Linked DNA regions of Mus musculus: region 2 is linked to region 1. Evidence: chromatin contacts called from public HiChIP or PLAC-seq data. All regions are on one chromosome and are shown on one strand. The core of a region is the stretch at or near the end of the contact, and the rest is flanking DNA. Distances in the headings are between cores, read along the strand shown. Region 1 holds the start of Nipsnap1 (nipsnap homolog 1). Region 2 holds the start of Cabp7 (calcium binding protein 7).

Region 1 (6,246 bases), core at 2,172-4,671:
TCAGTGCTCTTAACCCCTGAGCCATCTCTCCAGCCCCAGACTCTTGATTCTTTAAAAAAAAAGATTTATTATATGAAAGTATACTGTAGCTGTCTTCAGACACACCAGAAGAGAGTGTCTGATCTCATCCATATGGTTGTGAACCACCACGTGGTTGCTGGGATTTGAACTCAAGCAAGACCTTCAGAAGTACAGTCAGAGCTCTTTTTTTTTTTTTTTTTTTTTTGGTTTTTCGAGACAGGGTTTCTCTGTATAGCTCTGGCTGTCCTGGAACTCACTTTGTAGACCAGGCTGGCCTCGAACTCAGAAATCTGCCTGCCTCTGCCTCCCAAGTGCTGGGATTAAAGGCGTGTGCCACCATGCCCGGCCACACTGACTTCTAACGTCCTGTAGTGTCTCTGTTACCCTTTGTGTGCTCCACTTTGCTCTCACAGAGCAGGAGCTACAGGCTGGCAGCCTGCTGACTGGGCTACAGTCCTCAACACTGCATTTATTTCCATGTTTCCACCTGCTGGGACAACTGATTCTGGTTCTGTTTATCATGTTGATACACAGTTTCCTTTGTAAATAAATCATACAAAATAATGTGTGTTCATAGTAGCATCTTAAGAAAACTCAAAGGGCAGCAGAGGCAGAGGCAGAGGCAGAGGCAGAGGCAGAGGCAGAGGCAGAGGCAGAGGCAGAGGCAGAGGCAGAGGCAGAGGCAGAGGCAGAGGCAGAGGCAGAGGCAGAGGCAGGAGGATCACGAGTTCGAAGCCAGCCTGGGCTACACATTTGCTGGGCAGTGGTGGCGCACGCCTTTAGTCCCAGCATTTGGGAGGCAGAGGCAGGGGTATTTCTGAGTTTGAGGCCAGCCTGGTCTACAGAGTGAGTTCGAGGGCAGCCAGGGCTATACAGAGAAACCCTGTCTGGAAAAAGCCAAAAACAAAAACAAACAAAACAAAACAAAACAAAACAAAAACTCAAAGGAAGGGCTGGAGAGATGGGTCAGCATTAAGTGCATTGGCTGCTCTTGCAGAGGACCTGCGTTTGGTTTCCAGCGCCCTCATCCTGGCTCACAACCATCTGTAACTTCCAGACTACATGGTGCCTCTTCTCACCTCCTTGGGCACTACATAGATGTGGTACACATACATACATTCCTGCATGCACACATACACACAAAATTAAATAAAAAAGGGGGAAAAAGAATCACAGTTTATCTCAGGTGCTTTTCTATTGCTGTGATAAAACCCATGATTAAGGCAATATTTGTAGAGTTTGTTGTGGGCTTACATATGTTCCAGAGGCTTAGAGTTCATGACCATGATAGCAGGAGGCATGGCAGCAGATAAGACAGGCGCAGTGCTGGAGCAGTAACTGAGAGATCACATCTTGATCCACAGGAGAGGTGATAGAAATGGCTGTGGGTGTTTGAAACCTCAAAACCTGCACATAATGACATAGCTCTTCAACCAAGGCCACGCTTCTAGTCCTTCCCAGATAGCTCCACCAGCTGGACACCAAATATTCAAACATATGTGAGCCTAAGATGGTCGTTCCCATCCAAACTCCCACATAGTTGAAATTTAAATGGCTGGGTTGAGGATAGCTCAGTTAGTGTTGGAAGCCGACTCCTAGCAGAAAGCGGCTACCATCTCTGCAGCCATCTTGGGCTGTTTACCTACAGGTGGTGCTTGTCCACCCTGACAAGAGACTGGTTTTCCTAGCAGGCTGGTTTTACAAGAAGCCCACCACAGCTGAACACACTCTGATAACATCTTGTTTTTCTCCTATACATCCTGGACTTGTGGTTAAGTGTCTCCAGCTGCACCCCACCCCAGCTTGTGCTTATATATACCCATAGCTGCCTTACAATAAATGAGACTGGAGACTGGAGACTTGATCAGACAGGCTGTCTTGTCTCCACTCCATTCTTCACATCTCTTGCCCCCTCAGTTCTCTCTCTCTCTCTCTCTCTCTCTCTCTCTCTCTCTCTCTCTCTCTCTCTCCCTCTCTCTCTCTCTCTCTCTCTCTCTCACCCTGTTGTCTGACCCACGGACTGGGTCACGTTAGTATAAGCCCAAAGACCTTAGTTCGATTCCCAGCACCACAGCAGGAGAGGTTGCTTGTAATCCCAATGTTGGGGAAGCATAGACAAGGAGATCCTTGGGGCTCACTTGCCAGTAGCCTAGCTGATGGAGGGGGCGGGGCATGGCTAACATCTCTGCCTTGGAGGTTTCAGTCAGCAGTGATTGGAGTGATTTGTCTGCTCCACCAGGCCTTGGCTGCCAAGAAGTACAGATAGGACTTGTTCAGCCAACCTTTGCTGTCTCAAGATCTTAGATGAGACCTAACTTGCCAGACTCACAGTTTGAAGCACTCCGGAAGTTAGTTATACCGGCTGTAAATCCCCTGCACCGAATTACAGTCGGTGGCTTGGCATCCTCCCCCACCCCACTCCCCCGTTGGTGTGTCTCTGTCCCTGTGTCCCCCAGGGGATCAGAAGGGATCCATCTCTGTGTGGGCTGAGAAAGCAAATATAGAGCCTCCAGGTGAATAGACAGTGAAGAGAAAATGTTTTTTGTTTGTTGTTTTAATTCCGTAGTCTCTTTTTGTTGTTGTTTTGTTTTGTTTTATTTTGTTTTTCGAGACAGGGTTTCTCTGTATAGCCCTGGCTGTCCTGGAACCCACTTTGTAGACCAGGCTGGCCTCGAACTCAGAAATCCGCCTGTCTCCCGAGTGCTGGTATTAAAGGCATGCGCCACCACTGCCCAGTTCGTCTCAGCCTCTTAAGTGCACCATCACACTCGGGCTTTGGAGAAAGAGCATCCTGCTTGCTCAGAGTCTTGTCCATCTGTTTTAAATGGTTAAAGAGACAGTTCTGCCTTTAAAAGCTCTTGGAGGAGACCTGAGTTTGGATCCCAGTACCCATTAGAGTGCCTCAAAATCTCCTTTAAACTCCAGTTCCAGGATATTTGAGGCTTCTGGACCCCCCCCAGGCTCTCTCTCTCTCTCTCTTTTAAAAATTGTTATAGATTTTGTTCTTTTGAATAGACAAATATTGTCTGTTGATGCCTTGACACAGAAGAACACAAGATGTAGACAGAACATTTGCCAAGCCATGTGTGAGGTCCTGGGCTCCACCTCCAGCACCCAAGGAGGAAGGGAACTCACATAGTTTGTGAACAATTTTAGGGGTATAAAGACTGTCTTTAGTTTATCCTCAGAATGTCCAGGACATACAACCCTGCGATTATCGAGATGAATTCCCAGGTACAGAGGGGAAAAGGTCGTTGAAGAGAACAGAACTAGTTAGCTGCAGAGTTTCAAGAGCTCGGAGGTGTGGGTATGGACTGTGCAACTGTAGAGTTGGGGGACTCCCACCTGCTTGTGTTTGAAAGGGAAGCTGGCGAGGGGAGGGCGTGGTTTTCTCTAGTCCTGCCCCCAGCCACTGGGCTGAGGCGTGGCTTTCCTCCAACCTGCTCCGGTCCAACATGGCTCCGCGGTTGTGCATCATCTCTGCAGCGGCACGGCGGCTATTCACGAAGCCGAGACCCCGTGCTGGGGACCTCGCGGCTGCGGGTGCTGTGCGGTGAGAGGCCGACGGGGCTGACTGCGTGCCCGGAACAGGAGCAGGGGAGGGGGCTGGAATGAAAAACAGACTCTCGGATTTGGAATTGAGGGGTTAGAGGCAGAGAGCTACCAGGATGTAGGCCTGAGGCTGAGAAAGAATGGGGAAGGTGAAAAGGTATGGGGATGGTTTTGGTTTTTAAACAGGTTCGTACTACATGTGATTCGACCTCGGAATCTTCTTGCCTCTGCCTCCCAGATAGTGAGGGTGTGCACTACCATGCCTAGCTGGGCAGGTTCTTTGTCCTGTTTGGGACCTGGATCTGGGCTGAGAATAAAAAATGAGGTGAGTGGGAGGGACAGGTTTTGAGCCCTGGATCCCGGACGAAGGCAGAGGATATTGGCAGCCTTTTGCCTGGCCTTTGTGGTTTAGCACGCGCTGGGGTCTTCTGAGCCAGCAGAAAGTTTTGGAAGGAGAGGAGGACTGGGGGTACGGTGGGAATTCCCAAAGTGATTCCGCACCCTGCTTTGTACAGGTGGGTCAACAGAGTGGGGTGGGAGCTGTTCAAGGTCAGCGTCCGTGCCATGTGGAGGCAGCTCTGGATGTTAGGACCCAGGTCTTACGATGCACTCTGCACTTTGTACCACGGCTGGTGGCCTCCTAGGAGAGAGGCTCAATTCTGGCTTTGGAGAGCTTGGCTTCCTTCCCCTGACTGGCTCTGGGCTGCTCCTCCCTCCTCGATGCCACGCCCGGTGCTACCCCCATCTCTGCACCTATCACCCGGAGCACTTCTGACCCTGCTCTCCTGTTTCCCCAGCCCCACACCCTCACAAGTTTTAGGACAGGGTTTGTGCAAAAAGCATTAGCTAAAGAAGTGGAACACCTGCCCTCACACCTGTGGAAAGGGACCTGCGTTACTCCTGCCCCAGCCCAAGAATGTGGCCATGGAGTTCCGTTAGATCGCTGTGCACATTAGGAAAGCACGGATAGAAGAGTTGGGACGCGTGCCCTTCACTTCCGTGCTGGGTAATGAGAGAGAAGCCGACAATGGGAAAAAAGCCTAGAGTGTACCTTGTAAACTCAGCCTTTTCTGGAGGGATGACCTTGGGTAGGAGGAGAAAATAGGATGTGTCTGATAGCCTTGTTTTCTATTGCTAGGAAGAGAACTCAGGAGTTTAGGTATGCTAGGCTAATGTAGTGCTCTCTCCACCAAGTAAACAATGACATCTCCAGCCCTCATTGGATTAAAGAGACCATGCTTATGCCTCAAACAATTTCTGTCATTGTGAGAAAGGATATCCAGAAAAATAATCTTTTATAACATTTAAAAAAATATTTTAAGCCTAGAGGTGGTGCATGACTTCAATTCAAGCACTCAAGGCAATCAGATCTTGGAGTTCAAGGCCAGTCTGGTCTACAAAGTGAGTTCCAGGACAGCCAGGGCTACACAGAGAGACCCTGTCTCAAAAACCAAAAGGAAAAAAAAATTATTTTGGGCCAGGTGTGGCAGCATGCACCTTTAATTCCAGTACTTAAAAGGCAGAGGCAGGAGGATCTCTGGGTTGGAAGCCCTCATAGTTCTACATACCCAGCTCCAAGACAGTTAGGACTACATAGAAAGTCAAACAAACAAAAGTTATTCTGAGGACTAGAGACATGGCTCACACTTCTGAGCACTGGCTCTTTAAGAGTACAGAGGTTGATTCCCAGCGCATGTGCACTCACGCATGCACTGGTTCACAGCTGCCTGTTACTCTACTTCCAGGCCTTCTTCCGGCCTGGTCCAGGTGTGCAAGTGATGCCCATGCAGGCAAAAACCAACACATAACATAATTTAAAAACTACTTTGTGTGCATATGCAAATGAACACTTGTATTTGTGTGTGTGTATGTACATGTACATGTCATATGGTCGGTCCTATGGCACATGTGTGGAAGTCACCTTGTGGCTCCCAGGTATCTAACTCAGGTTGTTAGACTTGGCAGCCAGTGCCTTTACACTGGCCCAAGATCATCTGTTTTTCCTTTATTTCTTCATTTATTGTTTGTTTGTTTGGTTGTTTTGAGACAGGGTTTCTCTGTATAGCCCTGGCTGTCCTAGAACTCACTCTGTAGACCAGGTTGGCCTCGAACTCAGAAATCCACCTGCCTCTGCTTCCCGAGTGCTGGGATTAAAGGCGTGCGCCACCACGCCCAGCAGGATTTTACTTTTACTTATGTGTGTGTAGAGGGGAGAGAGAATGAGAATGTGCACATGGGTGCAGGTGCCCACTCAGGCCAGAAGATGGAGTGGAATCCCCTGGAACTGGAGCTGCTCTACTGATGGGGGCGCTGGGAACCAAACTCAGGTCCTCCTCTTAACCACTGAGCCAGGCGTCCAGCCCACAAGATCATCTTTTATGATACCCATTTCGCACATGAAGACAGTGAGGCAGAGAAAGGAGCGGAGAGTTGGTGGTAGCTCTTATGTGGCAGGCACTCAGAGGCGAGCTGCTTCTGACTTGGCAATCCTGGCTAGTTGATGGTGAGTCTCGGTTTCCTTCTGTAAAATGGGCATGGTGAGCCCTGCTATGCACTTTCCCCAGGATTGCTGTGAAGGGGCTGGACACTGATCAAGCCCTTGTCAGTGACTTGCCCATAGTGTCTGTCTTTCGTGGTCTAATGCTCTGGTCGTACCCGAGACTTGAGACCACC
Region 2 (6,246 bases), core at 995-3,494, 130 kb before region 1:
CAGCATGACCACGGGATGGCTCGGAGGGAGCGTGGGCCTCCTTGCCCTTGCATTGCCCACCCTGGCGCTTCTCACCCCTGCACGACTGTCTCTCTCAGCTTCTCGATAGCCTGACTGGGGATCCAGTGAGACCTGGAGTCATGGGGCCAGGTTATGTGGGGGGTGCTGGGAGCAGGGGAAAGGAGGCTGGATCTCTCTGGGGAGACATGCCGCCTCTGTCCCAAGAGTGGAGAGAAAGGGGTGGATGGACGCTTCTGCGTGGCTCAGAATTAAAGGCAGTAAAGGAAAGGGAAACTGGCCTGCGCCCTGCACCCCTCCCGGGCCCCATCTCTTCCCCTCAACCTGGAGGAGGCTCTGCTTTGGTCCAGACAGGACAGGACCTGGGGTTTCCGGGGTATAGACTAAGCACACATCCTTCCATCTGTGCCTCCACTGTTGGGGCTGAGAGCCCCTCTGCGACTTTTCCTGCTTCTGAGTTCATGGGGGGTGTGGGAAGTGGGTGTCTGGTGGACTGTGGTGCAGTGAGCATGGCAGTTGCACCCTTTCTCTCTCTCTCCACTGTCTACTCGCCCAAAATTTGCCCCAGACCAGGCCTGGGCTGAGGACAGACTTCCCGAATGGCTTCCCCTGGGCTCCCACTAGTATCCTTTCCTATGTTGGTCACTCCAACTCACTCCTATGAGCCCAAGTGGGACCCCAAAGCTGAGACCCCTTGACTACAGAGACCGGAGACAGGCCCATCATCTGGGTAATCTCAACCCCTCCCCCAGCAGCCGACAAACACCCTAAGGGACCAAGACTCCCATCAGCTCAGAGTCTCCGACTCCACTCCATATGGGGCCTCAAGAGGCCTGGGGGGAGGGGAATCTTGAGCACACCCCCGCCCCCAATCTCAGCAGAGAAAAAGCTAGGAAGGCCCCAGGGGTCTCACTGCGCCCCAGGACACTCAATCCAGGAACCCCAGCCTCGGCCTGCTGCTCTGATCTTCAATAGCCAACTGCCTGCGTGCGGTCCCTATTCCCGAAAGGCACGGGGACTAGGGTCGGGGGGAGGTTTAGGTTCCGGCCTCTGCCTTTCCTTCCAGGCTTTTGCTATCGCGACCGAGCCTCCCAATCCGGCCACTTGTTGTCGCCAACGCCTCCCAGCTGCCTCGGCAGCGCACGGGTGGGGGGTCCCTCGCAGGGCCGCAGAAGGGGATGGGGGTAGCCCTGCACCCAGCAAGAGCGGGGCAGTCGCCCTCTCTCCCCTTCTCCCACTGCCGGAGCAGATTGGATTCTCAACGCGACACGAGCGGAATGTCAATAGGAGCGCAGAGCCACGGGCGGGCGCCGCGGAAGGGATCAGGATGCGGACGCTCCGGTGGCGGGCGCGGGGGGCAACAGCTCGGACTCTCCACTTCAGCCCCCGCCGCCTTGCCGCACCGTCACCGCCGGCCACGCGGCCCAGTGACCCCGCTGCGGGGCCCCGCAAGTTTCCGCAGCGCTGGGGGCCACGCGGGCAGGGGCCGGGCTGCTCCTGCGCCGCGGCGACCCCCACCGCGGCGCCCGGGGCCACCCGGCCGTCCCGCCTCCCGCGTAGCCGCTCATCCGAGTCGCGCAGCAGGGTCCCGGGCTCCCCGGGCCAGCGCGGCACCAGGGCGCACAGGTAGGAGGGCTCGTGGCAGGGGTCCCGGCAGGGCACTCACCCTCTAGCTCGTCCTCAGGGATATCCACCGGGCGCTGCTCCGACAGCAGGTTGGGCACGGTGTAGATGCCCCGGTACATCAACGCCGCCGTCACCGGGTGGAACGGCATCTTGGAGGCTCCGCGCCCGCCCGCCCGCCGCAAACTTTGAGGCCGGGGCTCATGGGCCGCCGGCGGCCCCGGGGGCGGCTGGAGCGGGCGGTGCGCGCGGTGCGGCGCGCAGTGGCGGCGGCGAGGCAATGGGCACCCGTCCGGGACCTAGCGCCCCTGCGCCCCGGGCTGTCGGGCCATGCCGCCGGCTCCTTCGTTGGGATCCCGGCCGGGGGCTCGCAGGGATGGCGGGGGCGGCGCCGCTCCGGCCTCTTGGCTCGGACCGCTGCGCGCTGCGCTCCCTCCGCGCGCTCCGCGTTGCTCGCCGCCCGCTCGTCCGCTCGCTGGTGCGGCTGCCCGACCCGCCGCTCCGGCTCCCGCCGCTGCCGCCACCGCCGCCGCCGCCACCGCCGCCGCCGCCACCGCCGCCGCCGCCGCCGCCTGCACTCCTCACTCGCTCGCTCGCTTGCTCTGTGCGGCGCTCGCCGCGCTCCCGCCTCCCCCGCCCGCCCCTCCCGCCCCCGCCCCTTCCCGCTGCCGGCCCCTGAGCGGCCACCCCAAGCCCTCCCGGGCGCCTTCTCTGGTTCTCCCCGACTCTGCTTTTCCCCCAGTCTGCTTCGGATTGCTGTCTCCCGCACCCCACGTTAGCAGCCAGCAGGACCCGGGTGGTGTGGACCAGGGGTGGAGCCGTTCCTTGTACCCCCTATCCCACCTGCCTCCACTAACCCTCCCCCAGCGAGAGCGGAGAGCTGAGAACTAACGACTAGAGACCCAGAAAGGTGAGGTTGCTCCAGGCGCGAGGGTCCTCAGGACCAGTAATCCTCAAGTTGGTGCCAGGAGAGGCTCCAAGGTGGGGAAACTGAGGCTTAGAAAAGGACATTGGCCAAGGTCACCAGGCAGGGCCAGCAGGCAGAGGCCAAGCACAGATCTGCAGGAGACTCCGCTGGCCTGTGGCTGACACCAGCAGTTGACTTGATCCCACAAAGGGCTGTTGTCCTGGCTCCTTCCTGAGCCCTTGCCTCTCAGTTTGCAGAGCAGGAGCCAAGGTCTGTCTCATGTCCCCAGGGGCCATGAGGAGGAGGCAGACGACCCAGAGCCTGTTGGTCACATGGCTGCAGGTTAGACCTTCCTCCGGTCCTTAGCATGTGTTCTATGGGGGTGGGGGTAGGTGTCTGGAGGGGGGGGCAGCATGTGCATGCGTTTCTCTTCATCTTTCGTTCAGGACACTGTGAAGATACGTTTTCAAACCCACTTGCAGATGAGAGTGTTTGAACTGTGCACGGCCACCTACATGTGAGCTGTGAGCTGGCAGCGAAGGGCAGAAGCCCGGAAGCAGGTGTGGGCAGGTGCGAAGGCCCTTGGGCTGGGAGTGCTATGCGTATCCGAGCACAGATGTGTGTGTCTCCGTGTACAATTATGGGATCTGGTGAGCCCCTGGCCTGGGTGGGCCTCAGCTGGCCTCAGTCTCATTCCTGGAACCCTCATCTGAACTATCTCCCTGCCCCCTTGGGTCCAATCAGCCAAAGGCCCCAGCAGGAAAGCTGATTGCCACAGCCTGGCCATGCCCTTCCCTGGCTGATTACATTTTTCTGCTTGTTTCTGCTTTTGTCGCTGATTAATCATAGCCCTGTCTTGGCGCCGGGAGAGAGGGGCTCAGTGAGAGACAACACCCCCAGCCACCCTGGGCCAAGGCAGGCCTGAACCTTTAGGACTTGTCTAGGGCTCTGGGTTTCTCATAGGCATGTGAAACCTGTAGAGAAGCCAGACAAACCCTGGCTCCCATCTGAATGTCTGTTCCAGGCTTCTGGCCAGTTGCTATCTATTCAGACCTATAGTTGGAGTCGTAAGAGCCCCTGAGAAGCACCCATCCCCAAAGCTCTTCTTGCGCACTTGAGCATCCATCAGGTCAGCTGGGTGCTTATGCTCCTTTAAGATTTCTGATAGAACAGAGCTGTGACGCAGGAAGAACTAGCCGCCAACCCAGCGAGCCCTGGGCTCTTGCATCTACCACCTTGTTTCAATGGGACCTTAGCCATACCCCTTAACCTCTCAGGGCCTCTATGTTATTTCCTGGGCAGAGGTGAGGATGAAGCGACTTAACATGGAAGGTGCCTGATGATGCGCCCTGAATCTCTTGGGAGTTTCCCATTAGTATGGGAATTCTTCCATGGGAATAAGAACAGTCACTGGGGGGTGTTGTAGGGGTGATCTGCAAGCACCTTACTTGCTAAGCCTTTCCAGACAGTTTGCTATTGGGCTAAGGGAGAGAGCTGGAGTCTGCTATCAGACTGGCAGGAAACACTCTCTCTTGGAGCGTTCTTGGGAGGCTTCCCTGAAGCCTAGCTGCCCAGCCAGGGAAATCTCAAAAGAAGGGGCAAAAAGAAATCAAGAACTAATCAAGTGGGAATCCTTCACAGACCAGGCCCTGGGAGTCTGCTGAAGGTACAGGTGTCCCTGGATTCAGGGGCTGCCCCCACCCCGGACATTAACCTTGGTCCGAATCCAAAGGGTCAAGGTGTCCAGTCATGTGACCAGGGTACTCCCCAGGGCAGGTAGCCTCCAGATCAAAGTGGCAGATAACGAAAGATAGCTTTAGTATCATAGTTTACCACACTCTCTAGGGTCATCTTTGACATTTCAGTCCCCTGGTGACTCAAAGCTGGTCCCTCTTCTCTCCCCTGAGGCAAAGCCACAGCCCAGGACACTAGCTATTGACACAGTGGGCCACCTCTTAACACTGTTTCTCACACTAGCAGCTATACCTGTTCTGCTTTGTCTGCTGACAGGGGACATAGAACATCCCTGGGCTATGCAAGCCACCTGCCTAGTCCCTCTCCTCAATGCCTTGCTCCCATTTACGGGTAGGGGCATGCCTGCTGAGGGAGCTGTAGGGACCAAATCCAGCTGCAGAGCCCTTTGAGGAAGAGCTGGAGTTGAGAACCCAGGCAGAGGCAGGAGGTCCTGAAACCAAGCTCTGGGACATGCTGGCCCTCACCCATCTTCTAGACTATGGAATCCTGGCTGCCTCTAGGAACCAGTCAACCTCCTCCACCCTCCAGTGCTGTGTATGACATTTAGTGTCCTCCCTGAGCCTCAGCTTACTTGTTTATTAAATGGGAGAGCATCTAAGTGCATGCGGGACAGTCAGGCTCTGTATGTCACACATGTGGGGTAGGGAACATGGTGGCTCTTTATCTCATCAAGCCAGGAGAAGTCTGCTGTGGAGTGAAGTGGTTCGAGATCACTCTTAGCTTTAGAAAGCGGGTTCTGTGGCTGCATCCCTCAGACCCACCATGTGTGGCATGGAGCTGGGCTGGGGTGGAAGAATAGGAACACCTGTGAAATGAATGAGAGTGAGTGACAGTCACCCACCTGGCCTGCGGCACAGCAGCCCTGTCCTCTCCACTGCACATCAGGGGAGCAGATGGCTCCATCACAAGGTGTGAATTATGTCTGTCGCTTCCCCCTTCTGGGGAAGGTGCTACTGCCATCACATGGCACTCCTTGGGTGCCCACCGGGAGAGACGCTTGGGTCCCAGGTGTTTCCAGGGATCTCAGGGACAGAGGTTTACCAAGCCCCGAAACTGACCCCTTCCTCCCAAGACCTGCAGGGTTCCCATCCTGCCTAAGACCAAGGTCCTACCTTCCCACTGCTGGAGGCCTCTCTTCTCAAGAGAATACTTCCAGATAGCGCATTCCCTGGCTGGACCTACCCGCTGATACCCGCTGCCTCTTGAACACCCACGTTCAGCACCAGGGAGAGCGCCCAGCAGAGCTCGGGCAGGCCCTGAGCTGACCCAAAGTGAGCTAGCAGAGCAAGACAATCCCAACCAGGGAGGAAGGCGAACTGAGGAGAAGGTAGGCAGGAAGGTCATGCCTGGGCCATGGGCCACAGTGTTGCCAGAGCCAAGAGGCCTGACTGGAGAGGAGCTAAGCGGCAGAGAGGCACAGGTTGGGGAAAAGAGGAGTCTTGGGACAGCAGAGGCTCTGGCCTCTGCTTCTTGGCTAGAGAACAAAATTGTTCAAAGAACCCAGCGGGGACAGTATCTGGAGGTGAATAAAATATTCATTGTCCAGGGACTCAGTTGATGAATAATGGAATTTATAAGCTTGCAGACTCAGACTGGGCCAGGAGAGGGTGCAGTCCGGAAACTATGGGCCCCTTTGCTCTCTCTGTCCCTGTCCTGTGCTGGGCATCCCTCTGAGCCTTCAGGTCCTGGCCCCTGAAGGCGATGGGACCAAGCATGTCAATATGAGCAGCCTCTGAGGGACATGGAGGGGGGGGCAGCCTTCAGTTCTCTTGCTCCTCTAGAAGCAATTTGAATATGGAAAAGACCCTGGAGATGCTGGGTTCAGGGTGAATACAGGCTGTCACTAGCTCTGTGCCCTGATGGTAGTGGCAACTGTCTTGGCCTTAGTATCCTGACTTGTGAAATAGGCCCATGCTGCCACGAAGATCTGCTGAGTAATGAAG

Evidence for each region. HiChIP or PLAC-seq counts read pairs in DNA pulled down with a chosen protein or histone mark.
Region 2: a contact with region 1 is called in an H3K4me3 HiChIP or PLAC-seq map of embryonic stem cells, with 32 read pairs. The contact joins the promoter of Cabp7 here to the promoter of Nipsnap1 in region 1. A contact is called at or near these places in 8 of 39 promoter capture datasets (cranial neural crest, embryonic stem cells, frontonasal cranial neural crest and 4 more), 1 of 15 datasets of contacts at CTCF or cohesin (embryonic stem cells), 13 of 484 Hi-C or Micro-C datasets (the G1E-ER4 cell line, bone marrow-derived macrophages, embryonic stem cells and 3 more), 7 of 115 datasets of contacts at active chromatin or transcription factors (embryonic stem cells, neural tube and stem cell-derived neural progenitor cells) and 3 of 9 other capture datasets (adipose tissue, liver and pancreatic islet).

The regions. Positions count from the first base shown.
Region 1 is chr11:4,870,530-4,876,775 of GRCm38.p6, forward strand. Nipsnap1 (nipsnap homolog 1) reads left to right here and starts at 3,422. Exons shown (of 10, transcript NM_008698.3): 1 at 3,422-3,574. The coding sequence starts at 3,477.
Region 2 is chr11:4,744,935-4,751,180 of GRCm38.p6, forward strand. It overlaps Cabp7 (calcium binding protein 7), which reads right to left and starts at 2,245. Exons shown (of 5, transcript NM_138948.4): 1 at 1,685-2,245. The coding sequence starts at 1,793. Gm35102 (a long non-coding RNA gene) reads left to right here and starts at 892. Exons shown (of 4, transcript XR_003949631.1): 1 at 892-1,644; 2 at 2,384-2,551; 3 at 2,838-2,890; 4 at 2,995-6,246.